2 separate regions of the Oryzias latipes genome follow, and region 1 is linked to region 2. Evidence: chromatin contacts called from public Hi-C data. All regions are on one chromosome and are shown on one strand. Each heading gives the region's core, a stretch centred on a gene start, on an enhancer-like site or on the middle of the called end of the contact. The rest is flanking DNA. Distances are from core to core; before and after follow the strand shown. Region 1 overlaps LOC101157968 (a long non-coding RNA gene). Region 2 has its middle 4.7 kb from the start of sox4.

Region 1 (3,594 bases), core at 322-2,821, 72 kb before region 2:
AAAATAAACAAGCTTTTTTTCCATTATAAAAAGAGGAAGTGTGTTTTTTTGTTTTGGCTGAGGAGAATGTTTCGTTTGCCTTTTACACCAGGCAGCAGTGGATGCAGTTTATTTTTACAGACAGAATTGAAAATTTAGAGGGTTTGTTCCTTTGTACTACTGGGTGGCTCAGTTGGCTGCATGCAGAACTGGTCCATGGGAAACCAAGGCTCGATTCCCAGGGGGTGCGATGAGCTTCATCCAGTGTGGGTCCTTAAACACAGGGGTCCCAGTCTGAGTCCCCCTGTGCCGGTCCCCAGCCCGAATAAAATACAGGGTTGTGTTAAGAAGGGCATCCGTCCCCCATCCTAGTATAGTTACAACAGAAGTTGCAAAACAGTGTTCTTATCTGTAAAATTTTCCTCTGACACAACTGTGTTTCGGTTCATTAGGAAGACGTTAGTTCCCAAATCAATACGGTGAGTAAAACCGAGCGGAGAAATAATACTGGAGGTAAAGCTATGTACACGCCTCCCTTGACAATACTTTCAGGCATTATGTAAGAAAAACACATGACCATTGAATGCGCGTTGGCAGCCGTCTGTGGCAGCTAAATTTGACCAATCGGGGTACTCGGATTTTGTAGTGAAGCAGCGAAACTCACCAAACTCAGAGCGTAGCTGGTTCATCTGGTGAAACCAGACACGGCAATAAGCCTGACGACGTCTGTGTTGGTTTTTCAAATAACCAAGACTTCACTGCTGACATGATGCAGATGAACTGACAATGAACCGAATCAAACTGTTTAGAGCCCAATTTGCACTGCTTCGACATTTCGCACCAAGGCTCTTCCAACTGTAGGGGGCAGACATGCACTAATAAACAGAAGAAAAAGAAGAAGAAGCCCATCCCTACTCATCCAGTGTGAACACTACGGGCTACATAAAAACTCGCATCTTGAAACGCTCGGTTTAATTATTAACCAGAGAAGACCTGGTCTTTGTAACAGACAAGGCATCATACTTCCAGCTAGAGGGTCATTTCAAATATCCAAGAGCACGTTAAACCAGCGCAATAATTAATGCTGGTGTAAATATATAATCAGGGTTAGATGACTCTAAAGCAGCACGGTATGGGTTCTATAAAATATTCAGAAAATATATGTTTTTTTTACTCGTATGATGGTTAATTTTTGACACGGTGAGCTTTTTTACATTAAGAAAAATTATGGCCAGGTGTTTCCGAGCTGTGGCATGCCACTGAGCAGCACCTCAATGAGGCTTTTTAGATTGTGATCATTTAGTCTGCCAACACCTCTTCTAAATCATTAACTTAAGGGGAAAGGTAGCCAAGCCGGCTTATTTTTTCACATAGCTGGCTGGGCTGTGTGAGGAATGCTGAAAGCACACACACACACACACACACACACACACACCCACTGAAAGCAATACAGAGACGTACAGAGAGAGGAAAGGCGCAGAGCTTTCACCTTAAAATAGAGAACATCAATAACTGACTGATGTTGACGTAAGGCTTAAGAGGACGGGCTGGTTTCACTTTCCACAAAACAAGCTTGAACTACCCTCCTGCTGCAGGCCACCCACGGACCAGCCTCCAAGCACTCCACAAGGGAAAGAGCGGTGTCAGCACGTCCTCATACCATCCCGCTCGGCTCCTTTCCAGCTAAAGTTACATACAACAATATGTAAGCCTCATTACATTTAGAGAGGACAAAACCACCCAAATCATGACCCACTTTTTGGTTTCCCTGACAAACAAACGCTTTTTTTTTTTTACCCTTTACGCTTACAGCGAGCTTTAAAAGTCTCCTTGGAAGAGCTGCCTGACTGTGAAGCAGTTTCACCTCTGAATTCCTGAACAAAGATGCCATGTGATACTGAGAAAATTAGAGGGGAAAACAGTCAAAGCACACAAACTGAAAACACACACACACACCCTCCCTGTGCACTCTTTTATTCAGACTAAACAGACCTGATAACCCAGAGACACAATAAAGCACGACATAAAAAGCCCCACTGTTTCTCTGCACTTTGCTTTATGCAAATCTAAGCGTCCAACTTTACCAACGGACAAACTTTGCATACATAAATTGACAACTTGTAACCGTCAACTGTGAAGACAAAAAAAAAAAAGGAATCATACTACTGCATCCCATTCGAAACAACTTTTAATTCCACTGCTGCAGAGCCAGATAATAGAATTTCAGTTGGAACAGGTGAGGCTTGAGTGATAAAGGAAGACACTTCAATCAATTTGGGTTTGTTATATGAATTAGATATTGCAGATCTGCATACAAAACTGTAGAAAGATTCACACATAAATGAGTTGACTCATTTTAACATTGTGAAAGACACAAAAAAGTTATTCTGAAACATTTCTTTTTAGACTTCCTGTGTGGCAAAAAGTCTAAAACCCTGGGAAAGACATCAGTCAGCCTGTTTTGGTTTTAACCCTTGTGCTATCTTAGATGACCCCCCCCTACATTGACATGTTATCCTACCATGACAAAGGTGGATAAAGGTGGACAGATTTCATGACGTGGTTCGAATGGGTGGGGAATGCTGATTATTTTCACGCCCCTATCTGGTTCTGTTTCCTTCCACACAGAACAGCGGTAAAGGCTGATTTCTGCGGGTCTCCATTGAGTTGACACAAAAAAAGCGTTCATCAATCAACCGGAACGTCCAATCCCCTCTGTCATATGTCAGACGGTCCGTTCACGCATGCATTTCACAGCAAAAAGCCAGTTAACTGGAAAACAGGTCCGGGTTTGAAAGAAAAAACCCAACTTCTGTTTTACTTTCAAAGTAAAACTTTATAAGACTTAATTTCCTATTTACGGTGACCGCAGATAACACCACAATGGATGAAACTCATAGTGTGTATTGATCTACAGCCCCTCTGCAATCTCACATGCATTTTTGTGATAATTGTAGCAGAAAAAACTAGAAGCTGCAGCTGTTTTTCTAAAAGATGTAATAAAAGTTAAGTTAGAAGATTTGAAAACTGTTTGATGTGTGTTCGTTGTGGTTCCAAGACGTTTAACAAGAAAGACTCATTGTGCGCTGAGACGTTGTCACTTTAACCCAATGCATCATGGGAGATGTAGTGTGAAAACTGCAGCAAAAGGGCAGAAAGACTCACGTCTCGCTAAATATGAGCTTTAGCTGGTATTTTTTGTTAGAACTGAGCGACTTTATGAGCAGAATCAGAACAAGGAAGTGAAGACTTTAACCACTTCTGATTGGTCACACTGATGACATGTGATTAAGCCTCCAAGAATGATTGGTGGAGACAATTGAAGGGGCGGGACTTTTCCGCAAACAGCTGAAGCTACGGCTGAATCGCGGTACCGTCATTCTTATCAAAATGTCTTTAACCCTTGTGCTATCTTAGATGACCCCACCCTTACATGGACGTGTTCTTCCTACCATGACAAAGGTGGATAAAGGTGGAAAGATTTCATGTTATCCATGGACACCAGTGAAGATCACAAATCATTGAAGAAAAAAGGTTCAGCGCACTGTCTAGTGGGTCTAGATTACCCAACTCCAAATGTTAAAGTGCCTAGGATAGCACAAGGGTTACAGAAAA
Region 2 (3,619 bases), core at 994-3,493:
CACTGATCTAGACCCACTAGACTGTGCGCTGAACCTTCTTTCTTCAATGATTTGTGATCTTCACTGGTGTCCATGGATTACATGAAATCTTTCCACCTTTATCCACCTTTGTCATAGTAGGGAGAACACGTCAAAGTAAGGGGGGGGTCATCTAAGATAGCACAAGGGATACGGTCAATGGATCCGAGTCATTCAGATCTGGGGTCTTGTGTTTTAAATCCTGTGAGGTTTTTGTGTAAGTGAGCCAGTGGGTTTATAACTGAAACCTCCAGCAGCTTCATGCCAGACAGTCACAAATAAAAAATGAAAAACAGGATTCTCGTATAATTTTAACAAACTTGAATTGGAATTAAATGAAACCAGAATGATGGGGCCCACCCACAGAACCGACTCATACTGGTTTAACCCTTGTGCTATCCTAGGCAGGTTAACACTTGGAGTGGGGTCATCTAGACCCCACAGGACAGTGCACTGAACCTTTTTTCTTCAATGATTTGTGATCTTCACTTGTGTCCATGGATTACATGAAACCCTCTTCACCTTTATCCGCCTTTGTCATGGTAGGGAGAACACGTCAATATAAGGATCGGGTCATCTGGACCCCATAGGATAGCACAAGGGTTAAGGGTGTACATAATGACAGTCAGGCGAAGAAATGGATTCCTGCCTCTCTATTCCCACCTCCAACAGCTTATTCCTTCCCCTCCTCCTCCTCCTGCTGTGGTTTCAGGCCAAGGCCTCCTACAGTTCGACTGTTCTGCTCCACTCCTTAGCTGCTGGCTGCCCGTCCCCCCACCGAGGAGCCAGCTGAGCGGCACTCGAAGCTGCACAGCGAGCAGGACTCCCGGCGCCTGAAGGAGCTCCCCATGAACACAGAAGTGCTGAAACGGTTCGGGGTTGAAAGATAATACCACAAATTGCAGATTATATCCCGGTGCATGAGGCATGCAGCATGTATCCTTTGGATGTTCAATAATAGATTAGGATCAATGGGTCTCGTACAGCTAACCACAGACAGAATTTAGACTGTAATAAAGGACTTCTCCTTATTTGATTGTGGAAAACAAGGGGCGGGAGACTTAAAATGCTGCTTTTGAACCAGCACATCACAAAACACACACTAATAGAACATAAAGGAGTCGTTTTTTAAACATAGCTGTCCCATGTTAAAGCCCAACAACATCAGTTTCAATGCAGTTTGCAGCGCAATGCACTTTATCTTTTCTCATGCATGACTGATCCAAATCTAGATAAAGACTCACCACCTCAATGAAATCTTACATTATAAGTAGGGGTGTAGCGATTCATTTACATAACAATTCAATTCATATCCTAATTTGTGGCAGACGCTACAACTCTTAATGGATTTTGGTTCATTTGGATCATTCACTGACCTAAAAATAGATCTTTAGCCAAAACTTTAACCACTTTGACTCAGAGATAAATACCAGGATACTGAACAGAGCAGGTGAAGTTTATCAGAATCCTTGTATTTTTTGGCAAGATATTCAAGTGTAAATCAAATATGTGTACAAACAAACAAATAAACAAGAATTAAAGGTAAATCCATTCACAGTTTAGTTTCCTAAAGTTCAGCCTACTGTTGTTTTTTTTACATCAAAATGGAAAATGATTAGAACATGGTACCACAGTGTATGATCGTGTCTTTAGAAATACATGTGTGTTATTCCGCTGTTATGGTCGTTTTTAACGTCATAGTAAAATAAACCTACTGTGCATCAGTCCAAATGTTGTTTTTTTTCCAAGATCGATACAATCAATTTATTTCATTTAAATACAATTTTATAATTGTGTAGATCAGTTGGATTATCAACTTCCCTCTGATTGATTGGTCTAGTTGGATCGTAGGAATATCAATTGATTCATCGATGGTTACACCCCTAATTATCAGCATATTTTGCTGAATGAAAGGGGGAGTAGATGTTTTCAATGCAGCCCGTCTGCACAGACCAAGAGTCCATACCTTTAGAATGAAATGGATTGTGTAAAGGCTTTTTAGTTTTTATTTCATTTTTTTAAGTTGCACGGCCCTTTAAAGCAGCTGTTTTCTCCTTTCACAGACATCCACATGTCATGCACACACACACACACACGCATACATACACATGCAGTAAACAGACACATACAGCAGGCAGACAGACAGACAGACAGAAAGACAGACAGACATGCTTGTCAGCTACGCTGGAGGGCCCTTGGCTGACTGCTGCTTCAACAGCCCTTCCCCCCACCAAGGGTCTGTCTGGGAGAGGGGGAAGGGAAGCGTGGCTGTCTGGCTGTGAGCACACACCTCAACTAGCAAGAAAACAATGTGGAGAATAGAAGATGTAGGGAATTTAGACTGAATCGATAAGAATTCGGCTCATTTATACACATTAGGAGTTCATTAGTTATGGAATCTCTCTGAATAAAATTCAAAATTTGTGTTTTTTTTATTAATAACTTGTACCTACATTTAGGTATTAGTTATTCAATAAATATCATTAGCTATAATTCTATGATGCTTTGAAATCAACAAACTCTTGTTTACAAGTGACACTAACCTACTTTCTGTTATCAACCCTGTATAATATTGTTTTCCAGCTATGCATAATGGAATGTATTATTATTTTTTTTACCCCTTAAGCCACAAATTCATCGTCCACAGCTCTTTAAGCAGATAAGTGCAGTTATTTATGCGGCCCCTTTCTGATGTCAACAAAACAACCCACAGTTGATATAACCAACCAATGATGTTGCTTTGCAGCTCCCAAGCAAATCTGTGCCATGCGGTGACATCATCATCAAAACGTCCCATTTATGAAGAATTTTTCACATGAACAACAACAACAAAAACTGATACAGACTTTCAGTTCCAGCTGATATTTATTTCCTTCTTTGAAAAAAGTTCTGTACACAAGTTTGCTATCAACAATCTGACAGGCAGTGAATGGACACAACTTAGCTGGCATGAGACAAAACCCCCTCATTTCTCTGTTATGTCAAAAAAAAATGAGAAAAAAACGGGTGGTTCCTTTGTTTATGGCATGATTTAGAGACAATAAATGATAATTCTACACCGCATATTGCACAAGATGGATGAAAAATAAAGTTAATATATTTAAAAATGCTTTTATATATATATTTATATAAAAAAAACAGTCTGAACTGACCACCTTCAATGTAAATAAGGATGTGGAAAAGATAGCAGTTCTAGACAGTGCCTGTCTTTGATAGCAACGACATACATAAACACACAATCTTTTTGCTTTATGGTACAGTCAAATATACAAAGATCAAGTTCACGTTTAAATGTTTTTTCCTCATCCCCCCTCCCCCAGTTTTTTTTTTTCTGAAAAAACACAACAGCTAATAACCTCAATCTGAAATACAAATGCTAGTCACCATGCCATAAAGATACTAAAACATTTATTAGCTAATAGTTTAGCCGACAAGTAAAAAAAAGGTTATATATTCAAATACAATGAGAAACGCAGTACATGTAGATGTTGCGGAACTCAAGTCAGAAATTTGAATATGCTTGATGTTGTCGCTCTTGTTTGTTTGAAAATATTGACAGTCTCTTCGATCCAGTGGTTGACTGGCAAAATGTGACATCACT

Evidence for each region. Hi-C and Micro-C count contacts between places; a contact is called where the count stands out from the background.
Region 1: a contact with region 2 is called in a Hi-C map of fibroblasts, with 2.1 times the contacts expected there. The contact joins two enhancer-like sites. A contact is called at or near these places in 2 of 5 Hi-C or Micro-C datasets (embryo and fibroblasts).

Annotation. Positions count from the first base shown.
Region 1 is chr16:11,522,053-11,525,646 of ASM223467v1, reverse strand. All of the region lies in intron 2 of LOC101157968 (a long non-coding RNA gene), which reads right to left. Among protein-coding and RNA genes, the nearest start is that of LOC101157968, 58 kb to the right of the region's middle. Within about 2 kb of position 1,571, at least 3 of the 8 cell types and tissues checked have an H3K27ac peak or open chromatin away from gene starts, as enhancers often do.
Region 2 is chr16:11,450,790-11,454,408 of ASM223467v1, reverse strand. No RefSeq gene overlaps it. Among protein-coding and RNA genes, the nearest start is that of sox4, 4.7 kb to the right of the region's middle. Within about 2 kb of position 2,243, at least 5 of the 8 cell types and tissues checked have an H3K27ac peak or open chromatin away from gene starts, as enhancers often do.